Regions from separate parts of the Mus musculus genome. Here all the other regions are linked to region 4. A link is a contact called in public Hi-C and HiChIP or PLAC-seq data. All regions are on one chromosome and are shown on one strand. Each heading gives the region's core, a stretch centred on a gene start, on an enhancer-like site or on the middle of the called end of the contact. The rest is flanking DNA. Distances are from core to core; before and after follow the strand shown.

Region 1 (2,727 bases), core at 103-2,602, 400 kb before region 4:
CATCCAAAATTAGCCCGCTGCTTCTGGTATTTGACTGACATCACTGACTACAATGGCAACTGGTGTTACTTAACGAGGTGTGGACCTGCTCAGTCAAGTTCAGCTGAGGGCTTACTTCAGTGGTGGTATGGCTTGCCTCCAAAGCACGTTCATGAGCGGACATTATTATTTCTCCCTGCATGTCTCAACCTATAGTGGGCTCAAAATGTGACTATCAACTAATGGAAATTCAGTTTATAAACATCCCCCTAGACACACACACACACACACACACACACACACACACAACTTTCAACTTGACACACCCACCACCACCACCACCACCACCACCACCACCACCACCACCACTACCACATGTATTCTAGTCCTCTCTGGGCTAACCAGGTTCCATAGGAAATCAAAGAGAATCCTAAAACATTAAAGTATGGGGGTTATTAGTGAGTGTCTTTATTTTCAATGTGCTTGTGTTCCTCAGACAGCTTGGGGCACCTGGCTGTCCTGTTAACTAGCATACTGAATTTTATGTAGGACGTCCTTGAAAGGCACTTTCACCTAACTCTTTGGCAGCCCCAGTCAGGTGGATGGCCTAATTTTTCCTGACTTTCACTTTGATAGATATAGTTTTGAAGGCTTACCTCCTCTTCCTCCTTCTCCTCTTCCCTTTTCAAATTCATGTGTCAAGCATGTCCCAACTGCTTTGCCCTTGCCTAGCTGCCTGTGGAGGGGAGATGGAAATTTCACATTTGAACCACATTGCCAGGAGCTCCTAATGAAGGGGCCCTGAAAGCTGCTGGCCCAGAGCCAAGTAGGCGCAGGCAGGAAGGGCAGTGTGGTCCTCAGGGGCTGGGGAGAGGGCATAGAGACATCAGCCACTCAGGTTCTGCGTGTCCCTTAGAGGAGACACAACACGTTCAGATGTAATATTTAAAATGCTGCCTTCTTAATTTCAAAGAAACCGTTTGGTAGCCTGTTAATCCCAATGCTTAAAATAATGACGCAATGCATTTGCTTTAGTTTAGACAAAACTCTCTTTAAGTGGCCTACTTTCATTTTCATCTGCACGAACAGTTTGTGGTTGTAATATTTGAGGTTTTAAAATTGTCTTAGTAAGGGAATACAGGTTTTTTTTTTTTTAAACCTGGCAAGCTTTTTTTCCCTCTAAATACCTTCACCTTGTTCTTATGACTCAAAGACTTACTTTCTCAGCCATGAAAGCTTCTTACAGACTCTGGCAAAGGGAAAGATAAACAGAAAACAGAAAAGGTGGCAAGCTTTGCAGAGTGTCAGATGCCCTGTACAGCTTGCCTTTTGTAAACTTCAATCATGGTGGTGTCTGTCTGAGAAGGAAAGACCAGGGAGTCCGCAGCTGAGGAGCCGAGTGTGCTGACACAGGATCACGTGCCACCTGACAGGGGACTGCTAATGGGTAGTGTGGGTTCTCTCTTTACCCCTCAGACTTCTCTTACATGATCACAGTGAGGCTGGAAGGTGAAGGCTAGGACAGATAGATTAATATGACAGCTTTTCTCCACAGTGAAGTCATTTGTTAAATAAAATCTCTGGGAAAGCTGACATCATAAAAGAAGTTAGATAGCTCCGGGAGGCAGTCACCACCCTCGATATCCTTGAACTCCAGAGACTTAATGATCTTCAAATAAGTAGTATTTAAACAAATCCCTTTTCAAATGAAGCAAAGGTCTGTTTATTTAATAATCACCATAAACTTTAAGTGGCAGAGAAAACTCCCTTGAATTGATATTTTGTAACAACTGTGTATACTGAGTAGGTGTTTGACTCCTAAAAGTTAAAGGTATTTCTGTTGTTGTGGTTAAATTCTGAATTTTACTGGCTAATCTGTGGGGATAAAAAAAAATAATTACTACTATGTTCAAATTTTGAGCATAAGTGGCCTTTTGTACATTCACATGGAGGGAAGTGGTGAGAGCGAGTTGTTCATCCCTGCAGCTGATGAGGACTGTGTGCACCCATATGCCCTCAAGGTATAAGCAGGACACCCACCACACCTTTATTCTAGTGCACAATGCACAGGGAAGCCTGTGACTCTGGAGGTTAGCATCTGCTCTGTGAGATGCCCTAGACATGGCTTGATGACTCTGTGGGGCTTTTCTATGCAGTCTCTGAAGTCAGACCACTCTGAGGCACATCTATGACAATGTGGTTGGTTTTTGTCTATGTGCAGATTCCTGTGTAGTTGGATTTGTTTGTTTGTTTGTTTGTTTTTTATGGGATTCTTTGAGAATTCAGAAACACACACACACACACACACACACACACACACTATAGATCTTTCTTGTTAGGGAGTTCCACAAACACCCTGAAGCCTGCATGACAACCCCTGATGCACATTCTTATACTTTAATTAATGAACTCATCGTGGATTATTTCTTTAATAGCCTTTCCAGGCTGTCTGCATTTTATTGCCACTTTTTGTCAAAGGAAACATTATTTTAAAAACAATTGAGCAGAATGAGAGTTTTTGAAAGGATGGAAGAAGAAACAAAGAAACAAACTTAAAATCCCAGCAGCTCCTGAGATTCAGTCCCCTTAGAAAACAAACACACTCTCTAGCAAGTGAAATGAGTCAGCACACTCTGTCTATGCTAATTTAAGAAAGGAAAATAAATTCTGAGTTCAGAACAGTACACCCCACTTTTCTAGGCGTTTCTGTCTCATTCTTCATTGAAGTTCTGATCTCTCCTGCATGAT
Region 2 (2,961 bases), core at 398-2,897, 280 kb after region 4:
CAGTCTCAAAAACAAAATAAAAAGCTATCGTTTGGAGGGAAAGAAACACAGCAGGCAGTTAGTTCTACAGGAACCATGACAAGTTCTGTGAGGAGGAAGGGGTAAGATGCAAATGGAAAGCTGAGACTTAAGGCAGGTTGTTCTGGGACATTAGAATGAGTGAGTCAAAGAAAGTGAACAAAACTTACTCCAGAGTCCCGAGTCTGCGGACTTGCAGGGAAAGAAAGAGGAAACGGAAGCACAGGCTTACGCTGCTTGTGGTAGACACTACAAATACAGCAGCGCACACACAGCCTCGTGTCATGAACAACTCATCACACGTATTCCACTCGCCAGAAATACAGAAAGCCTGACAAACATTAATTTGCAACAATAGTATGATCTAAGGTAACTCAACTTGCCCAGTGCACAGCTGATTAGATAGCATCTGTACCTCTTTTCCACACCAAGCATTCTGAGACATTACAGTGAAGCAGGCGCATTTCATCTCCACAGTAACAAAATACTACAATCAGAGTTTTTTAGATGAAGAAGATCCAGAAATGAGACATAAGTGCCCAAGTGTTTCCCAACCTTCCTAATGCTGCAACCCTTTAGTATAGTTCCTCATGTTGTGGTGACCCCTAACTATTTAATCATTTCATTGCTAGTTCATAACTGTAATTTTGCTACTGTTATGAATAGTAATATAAATATCTGATATGCAGGCTATCTGATATGTGACCCCCCCCCCCCCCATAGGATTGTGAACCACAGCTTGGGAACAGCTGGCCTGCTCTGTCCTGAAACTTGCTTTCCAAGCCTGAGATCCCAGTCCTGCATGGCTTGAAGCCTCTCTATTTTAACCACGGCCATGCTCCATGCTACAGGGTTATTCTTTCAGACTGTCCAGGGTAGGGGCATTAGCTATAAGCTGCAGGTTGGTAGAGAAGGCAATCCCTGGGCATCTAACATGACAGACTCTTATTCTTTTCCTTTTCCTTTTTTTTTTTTTTTTAAAGATTTAGTTATTTACTTCATGTATGTGGGTACACTGTCACTGTCTTCAGACACACCAGAAGACAGCATCAGATCCCATTACAGATGGTTGTGAGCCACCATGTGGTTGCTGGGAATTGAACTCAGGACCTCTGGAAGAGCAGCCAGTGCTCTTAACTGCTGAGCCACCTCTCCAGCCCGACTCTTATCCTTAAGGTCGAGTACTCAGTGGAACGTTTTGCACTTTAGAAATCATTAACAGAGATAGCAGCCAGGCATGTACACCTTCAATTCCAGAGACAGAGCTCAATGCCAACACACAGCAACTTATGGGCTGGTCAGGGTTACAGTCAGACACTGTCTTAAAATAACTCCTCACTCCAGTCAAACAAGAACAAAAAAAACTCTAGGAAACACTTCATCTTTATCGTTTTCTCCAAATTTCTACAAAATCCATTCATCAAGCCTTAGAGGTAGTAGAGATGCCTTCTTCAGTAATGGAGTGTCGGCCTATCACATGACCTCTCCACCAAGCAAGGAGAACACTGCTGTGGTTAGAATGGGCCGTCACCATGGAGACTGGCCTCTGGGCATGCCTGTGGGGTTTGGGTTCATTGCTCTAACTGAGGTAGGAGCAGCAGCAGGAGCTCACGGCTCTATTCCTGACTGTGGATGTGATGCAATCAGCTGCCTTCACTTTCCCACCATGAAGCACTGAACCCTAGACTGCGAGTCAGAAGCCTTCCTCCTTCCCAAACGACGCTTCTGTCAGGGTTCTTCACACAAGAGAAGAAAACTAAAACACTAACCAGTGTTTCTTAAAATTAACTTGCTCTTGCAACAGCTCAGGGAACATCTGTTTCCAGAGACGTCATCCCACTTTAGCTTTCTGAGATTCCACCTCAGGCCAAAGCTTCCCAGTGGGCCATGTGCGTCCTCGGCCTGGGATCATGGCAGCATTGTCACTAGAGGAAGGGCCAGAATGGGGCTGAGTTCTTTCTCAGAAAACTGTCATTTGTCTGTCCTAGGATTTATCTGGTCAGACATCAAGCTTACTCAGTGAAAAAAAGTTTTAAAACTTCATAGCTACTAGAAGACAACAGCAATAGCAAACAAGTTAGTCAAAAAAATTGAATAGGAAAATCTAGAAATAAGAAACTGAACTGGTATAAAGGCCCCAACACATCAATGGTAATCTAGAAGAAACAGACACGGAACAGAACTGCACTCATGTCTGTGGTGACTTTATCTTCATATAAAAAGGAAAGCCAGCTTATACACTGGTTGTTTGCATACTTTAGTCATGCAACACAAGCAAGCACATACGCGCGTGGACACACACACACACACACACACACACACACACGAGAGAGAACAGAGAGATGTACTATTCTAGGCATTTAAAGAATCTTTTGAAATTGTCAGATGACCATACAAATTATAACCCAAGCAAGGAAATAAGGAAATAGGCTGACAACTGTAAAATCACACACACTGGACTTGAGCAAGCTAGATAGGGACTTTTACAGAACTATTTTTTAATACAATGAAATTTTTAAAAATGTGAAAATAATTAAAGAAGTAGGAAAATGTATTTAAGGAAACAATAGAGATTATGAAGATAAAGAGATAGAGCTAAGCATGGTGGCTCATACCTGTGATTACAGTTCTTAAAAAGAGTTTAGGGGCAGCCTGAACTACGCAGGACAAGGCTAGCCTAGGCTACATGAGACCACCTCACTCCACCAAGCAAAAGAAAACATAAGCCGAGTCACAGCTAACTGAAAATTGAAAGCTAAAATTAAATAAAAAGAACTTGTAGGGCTGGAGAGCTGGTCTGCTCTTGCAGAGGACCAGGGTTCCCTTGCCAGCACCTATGTGGTGACTTGCAACTGCTCATAATTCCAGCTCCAGACAGCCCAAAGCCCTTTCTGTCCTCACACAGCACCAGGCATGCACATGGCACACACACATGCAAGCAAA
Region 3 (2,789 bases), core at 60-2,559, 280 kb before region 4:
GCAAAGGCAATCTTTCATTTCTTTATGGTTGCTTAGCTCCCCCATGGATAGTTTAGATGTACTGTATATCAGCAAGAGCTTTGGTTTTTGGCGTTGACAGAGAGGAGGACAAAGCACTATTTTCAAAAACGTGATTCAGTCAAAATTTGCAGTGCTTTGTTCACTTCCTAAAGACACCCTCACTTAGGAAATGTGTATCAAGAAACACAGTTATGTTAAGACTTTGAAAGTGTAGACACAAAGAAAGAATATTTAGTGAAACTGGAATTTTCTCTGCGAGGAAACCCAACAGAATGGATGAGAAGACCTGAAGGGTTCTTGAAAACAGAGCAAGAGAATCTTCCAAAGTAGAGGAAAGACTTTCAGAACATTCCCACTTGGGCCTTTACCCACTGTGATGAACGAGCTATCTGCTTAAGAGAAATGCTGTGGCCATCAAGTCCATTGGATGCTCCTGACAATTAGATGTCTGTCTCCATTTGAACTACTCTACTATTTTTTTTTTCCAAACAAAAAACTCTGACATCTTATTCTGCTCATTGGTGCAGGATTAAATTAAGGGGAAGATTTCCTTCTGGTCATCTTCCCTTACTTGACAGCTGCTCCCCTGACTTGGGACCACTGATGAGCAATTGATGATTTTTAATAAGAATCCACCAAATCAAGTGTTTTTTTTTTTAAGTTTCCTAAATGACTATCCTTATTTTCAAAGTAATCAGTGTTACCTGGACTTTATACTTTTCTGAGGCCTCCATGTGCGCTGAGATTATCAAAAGGAGGAGAAAGATGGACACAGAAGCTCAAGAAGAATCATTTCCCATTTCCAAGAGTGGTTAGGAGAGGAGGAAGTAGATCCTATGGGCCAATGTAGCCCATAATAGAAAGGGTTAGGTTTGGGTTATGGTTATGACACTGCCTAGAATAGAAAGCTATTTGTGGGCGGGTTGTTTGTGATATATCATCTTCCCTACCCACCTGAGAATGAATGATGCACATCAGCTACCAAATTCCATTACACACGCAAAACTCAGCTTTTCTCTGCCCTTTCTTCTCTTTCTTGCTACCAATACCCCAAAGCCAGGACTCAAGGCTTCTAGACACCACCAGATGAGTCAAGGTACTGCGGCCCAGACAAAGTAAGCATTGGCTCTGTCACCACACAGACACGAAGGCATCCGAGAAACCACAGCCCTCTGGCTCCCCTGCCCCTGCCTTCTTAATCAAACTGATGCAGAGGGTGTGTACAGAACTCATTCAGGGCGCACAAAAAGCACGCTGTTAAAATGCCTCGCAGCAGTTGGCCTGCAGAAAGGCCCATTGAGCTGTGATTCACTGAGGAAAAGGAAGGGTCCGAGGGCAGCCAATCAAAGCCTGACCCGAGAAGCTTGGCTCTTACAGGAAGCAGCCTAATTATGTTACTGTAATCCCCGGGTTTGCATTTTTCAGCCACCTCACAGACTTCAATGATTATGTAATTACGGAAAACTTCACAACAAACACGGAGATTCCTTCTGGAGGCCACATTGGAGACTGAAATGTGCATTAGAGTGTGGGAGGAACGCACACAGCTCACAAAGGGGAGAGCAAAGAGATTTATTGAACTTAAAAGGCCACATTTTAAAAGGGCCTCTACCAGACCTCCCTTTTCGTGTGCACATTTTTTGCACCTGCAACTGTTTGTGGGCTCGAGAGCAATAGCCCTCCCCCCTTTTCCCAAGAGACCACACTTTAATGCCTTGGCCCCAAATGTGTCATTTTCCTGCCAGGGGGGGAGAAATCAAAAGAAACCAAGTTTTTAGAACTTTGCTGTAAAGAAAATAATAGTTCTGAGAAGGATTGGAGCCACATTTTCAGGTTAGACACAGTTGTTAGAGAGATGTCAGAAGAGAAAACCTCCCTCTTCACTTTCCTTCCCGACTCTAAGTTCTGTGTTTCCATGGGTTCTGGGTGACATCTGTAGCATCCATTTTAGTGTGGGCTGCAGCAGGCTTTTGACTCTGAAGCATGTAACTGAACTCAGACCACAATGTTCAAAGTCAAGACAGCAAATGGACCTTTCTGATTCTTCCCAGAGAAGATGCCATATAAATTATTTCCATTAAAACAAACCTTTGATACCATAAGTGAATTGTGGAATTTTGGTAATGATGCTCATGAATGAAGTGCTGACAACTGGTCTTGCTTTAGATGGTGTTTGTGGGTAGGGCCCGGGTGAGAGCAGGGATCAAAACTCAGTTTTGGCCATCGATCCACTTCCTCCCTCCCCCACCACCCACCTCATATATTGAGATGAAAGTTAGGGCACAAAGTCTCGTTTAAATCATTATGAACTGTTGCATTCAAAGAGGCATCTGTGAACTTTTATAAGATTGGCCACGATTTGCCCAATTATTTCTCCATTCTCTATACACAGAATAGAAAGTTCCAGATCAAGGGTCACAATTGAAACAAAAATCCTCATGTACATATGAGCTAGAATGCATTACTAAATAAAAAATACAACAGAGCCCTTCCATGCATATAATAGCAAAAGCATGAACTTGATCAAATAGATGAGAGGAACAGATGTAGTAGGTCAAGTATACTTAGCTTGCGTTGGTATAACATGGAAGATACTGAAGATCTTCCCCATGGAATGAATCTTCAACCTTAAAGACATAGGATTCTCATACATCTTGTAAAATGCTAGTGAGTCACACAGTCAGATAGCTGGAGGCTCTTAGAAATAAGATCTATTCATCTCACTGGAGAGAAATAAATTATTGTCTCAGAGAAAGAGTTCTTTTGCT
Region 4 (2,975 bases), core at 33-2,532:
AAGAGCAACTATCACCATGTCATTGAAAACTAGATGTAAGGCATAAACTATTGTACATTTTCTGAAATGATTATTATTTTTAATTTTATTTTATTTCTGTCTGGCTTTTTGGGAGGGTCGGTGTGTGTGTGTGTGTGTGTGTGTGTGTGTGTGCGCGCGCGCGCATTCCATACACTACATGTGGAGGCTAGAGGACCAATATTGGGAGTCATTTTTCTTCTGTCACTTTCTTGAGGAAGGGTGTCTCTTGTTTCTGCCACACTGTATGGTCTTAGTTCGCTGATCCACAAGATTGCAGGAGGGTCTCGGATCTCTAACGCCCATCTCATTGTGGGTGTGCTGGGACAACATACACCTGACTTTTCGCATGGGTTCTAGGGAATGAACTAAGGCTGTCAGCTTTGCATTTTTAGGCACTGAGCTACCTCACCACACACACACACACACACACACACCCATGGTTAATTCTTCTTAAGGCCCTGAACTCAAGAGATTGACTGTAGACTCTTACCGGATGTGTGTCATGTGCCAGGAACTGTTCAAGGGACTATGGATGCACTGGGAAACAAGATATGGTTCCTGTCTCCAAAAACCTTCCAATATGCTTGGAAAAAGAAACAGTAACACAAAATAAAACATGGAGTGATATGTGCTGTGTAAGAAGTCATTTCGAGATCACAGGTATGTACCTAAGAGACAAATCCATGTGAGACAGGGATAGCCCCGGGAAAGAAAGAGTGCCTCGATGTGTCTTACGGCATCCAAGGACTGCAGAGAAAAAGTAACACCAAACACCGTCTAACAGTGTCAAGTACATTTGAGAAACACGGGTCTAATCACATCACTCTGAACAGCCTGCAGAATTTCCCGTTACTCTCAGGATCAAGACTAATTGGTTACATGTGTGATAGTTAATTTTCTGTGTCACTTTTCTAGGCTACGGCACCAAGTTACTTAATCAAACACTAATCTAGATCGCTCTCCCTTCCTTCCGTTCCTGCTTAACACCTACTTAACCCAGAGCTCTTAGCTTGGCTTGCTTCCTCAGGGAACCTTCTCAGGCTCCCAGCTTAAACTCACTCAGCAGAACCTTTCAAGAGACCTCACAGTTCTGCATAAGCGGTGAGGGTTTCAGCATGGAAGCCCCATGAAGGAAGGCAGGAGCTGTTTCTTGTTTGGCTTTTTTTTTTTTTTTAATTCTGTTCCTTAGCATAGTACTTGGAGCATGAAAGTCTCCCAGTATTTGTTTAATGGACGTCAGCCAGATGAGATAAGGCCAGAAAACAGCCACAGCTTCAGAAGTTCTTGCCAGGTAGAAATCGGTGACCCAGTCCTTTTGATGACTCATCAAGTTGAAACTCGAGGTTAAAAAAGGGGAACCTGGGGAGGCAGTCAAAGCAAGTGGAGAGAGGGGATGTATTTACTGGAGACAGAAATGTCCCTGCAGATGGGCTGGAGGCGGTCACTGTGGCTACATCCTCATGTTGACACTGACTTCAAAAATACCACCTGTCTCTTACCCCAAACTGGGGTTTATGTAATAACATTTCCCACATATTACCAGCTGCCAAGTGCTGGAACTCTATAAAGTACCTTTCTGGGGTCTAAACACCAATGTGAGGCTATTTCAACAGGGGAGATATAGACATATCCTTACCACATGTATTTATTTTTCTGAGTTAATTTCCTACTTATTCTTTGAGAACCTCATACATGCATATAGTATACTTCAGCCATATTCACCCATACTCCCCAGTCTACCTTGTCCAGATCTGTCCTCCATAACCCCCTCCCAACTTCACATCTGTTTTTTTTTTACAACCCATTGAGTCCAATTAGTACTACATATATATGCATATGTCTATATGGATGGATGCATGCATTAGCATGGGCAACCAACCAGGGACCACTCCCCTGGGGAAAACTACTTCTCCCTACCCTAGCAGCCATCAACTACTAATAGTCTCTCAGTTGGGCTGGGGGCTCACAGACCCCTCCCATCCGTGCTGGGAGGTTGACCAGCTCAGTCTTCTGTAGATCTTGTGCAGCTGACTACAGCTGCTCCGAGCTCGTGAGTCATGTCCAGAAGTTAATAACAGTCCTGCCATGTCTAGAAGATGCTGTTCTGCTCCAGTCCTCCCTGGCCTCTGGCTATTATAATCATTCTACTCCCTTTTCCAGGATGTTCCTTAAGCTTCAGATTATAGGGGACTATGGTCTAGATGTCCTATATGTGACAGAAACTTATCACTTAATACATTGACAGGCTATAAGTCTCAACATTAACCATCATCTACTGAACAATGTGCTTCTCTGTTTAGATCCAAGACTTGTACTGATCTGCAAGTATAGAGATATGTACTTAGAAGTCAGTTTGAAACAATGTCTAATTAGTAAAATCATAGTACTAGGCTCTCTCCTATAGCCTATAAGCTCCCCAGGCACAAATTTTGACCATATTAATAATATCACATGTGTTTTCTTCAGGAGAGTGGACCTTAAGTCCAATCAGAAGCAGTTGGTTGCCCTGTTAGTGTGCTACTATTGCACCCATGGGCTTATCTGGCCGGGCTGGTCATTGTTGTAACTTCAGAAGACTAATTGGATATCTCTATGTGGTGTATTCAAGGGAGAATGAATAGAAGGAAGAGAGGCCATTAAGCACTTCAGAAATGTTATCAATCGTATGACAATAAAAATGTGCATTTCTAAATTCACTCACCAGTGTGAGGGGGGAGAAAGGAGCCAGACAACTTGCCACATCATCTTTCAGGCTTGAGCAGCAGACTGAGTATCAAGAGCAGGAGGAAAGGAAGATGTGAGAACTCTTGAGAAAGTGGTCAGGACAATTTAGAGATGCAACAAAAATGGGAGACGCAATTTGTTTAGGAAAGGAAAAATAAATGTTCAAAGGGAAAATGCAAGCATGGAGATAATAGTATCCCGATGTCAACTACAACATGCCAGCAGATGAC

What was found. Hi-C and Micro-C count contacts between places; a contact is called where the count stands out from the background. HiChIP or PLAC-seq counts read pairs in DNA pulled down with a chosen protein or histone mark.
Region 1: an H3K4me3 HiChIP or PLAC-seq map of bone marrow-derived macrophages shows a contact between it and region 4, with 3 times the contacts expected there. The contact joins two enhancer-like sites. A contact is called at or near these places in 8 of 39 promoter capture datasets (the C10 cell line, cranial neural crest, embryonic stem cells and 5 more), 1 of 15 datasets of contacts at CTCF or cohesin (pro-B cells), 12 of 484 Hi-C or Micro-C datasets (the G1E-ER4 cell line, bone marrow-derived dendritic cells, cerebellar granule neurons and 5 more), 10 of 115 datasets of contacts at active chromatin or transcription factors (CD8 T cells, the SCID.adh cell line, astrocytes and 7 more) and 2 of 9 other capture datasets (bone marrow-derived macrophages and embryonic stem cells).
Region 2: a contact with region 4 is called in a Hi-C map of uterus, with 3 times the contacts expected there. The contact joins two enhancer-like sites. A contact is called at or near these places in 13 of 39 promoter capture datasets (the 3T3-L1 cell line, 3T3-L1-derived adipocytes, the C10 cell line and 8 more), 1 of 15 datasets of contacts at CTCF or cohesin (large pre-B cells), 10 of 484 Hi-C or Micro-C datasets (B cells, the G1E-ER4 cell line, embryonic fibroblasts and 5 more), 3 of 115 datasets of contacts at active chromatin or transcription factors (bone marrow-derived dendritic cells, embryonic stem cells and neural progenitor cells) and 1 of 9 other capture datasets (bone marrow-derived macrophages).
Region 3: a contact with region 4 is called in a Hi-C map of uterus. The contact joins two enhancer-like sites. A contact is called at or near these places in 7 of 39 promoter capture datasets (3T3-L1-derived adipocytes, cranial neural crest, embryonic stem cells and 4 more), 3 of 484 Hi-C or Micro-C datasets (pre-B cells and uterus) and 1 of 115 datasets of contacts at active chromatin or transcription factors (bone marrow-derived macrophages).

Annotation. Positions count from the first base shown.
Region 1 is chr10:45,001,521-45,004,247 of GRCm38.p6, reverse strand. No RefSeq gene overlaps it. Among named protein-coding and RNA genes, the nearest start is that of Gm40639, 21 kb to the left of the region's middle. Within about 2 kb of position 1,352, at least 85 of the 459 cell types and tissues checked have an H3K27ac peak or open chromatin away from gene starts, as enhancers often do. A contact at or near this core is called in the SCID.adh cell line, bone marrow-derived macrophages and pro-B cells, where this site is marked.
Region 2 is chr10:44,324,582-44,327,542 of GRCm38.p6, reverse strand. The region is part of intron 6 of Atg5 (autophagy related 5); the gene reads right to left. Among named protein-coding and RNA genes, the nearest start is that of Mir1929, 34 kb to the left of the region's middle. Within about 2 kb of position 1,647, at least 41 of the 459 cell types and tissues checked have an H3K27ac peak or open chromatin away from gene starts, as enhancers often do. A contact at or near this core is called in bone marrow-derived macrophages and uterus, where this site is marked.
Region 3 is chr10:44,886,006-44,888,794 of GRCm38.p6, reverse strand. No RefSeq gene overlaps it. Among named protein-coding and RNA genes, the nearest start is that of Gm40638, 56 kb to the left of the region's middle. Within about 2 kb of position 1,309, at least 56 of the 459 cell types and tissues checked have an H3K27ac peak or open chromatin away from gene starts, as enhancers often do. A contact at or near this core is called in uterus, where this site is marked.
Region 4 is chr10:44,605,913-44,608,887 of GRCm38.p6, reverse strand. The region is part of intron 2 of Gm35154 (a long non-coding RNA gene); the gene reads right to left. Among named protein-coding and RNA genes, the nearest start is that of Gm35154, 8.5 kb to the right of the region's middle. Within about 2 kb of position 1,282, at least 70 of the 459 cell types and tissues checked have an H3K27ac peak or open chromatin away from gene starts, as enhancers often do. A contact at or near this core is called in the SCID.adh cell line, bone marrow-derived macrophages, pro-B cells and 1 more, where this site is marked.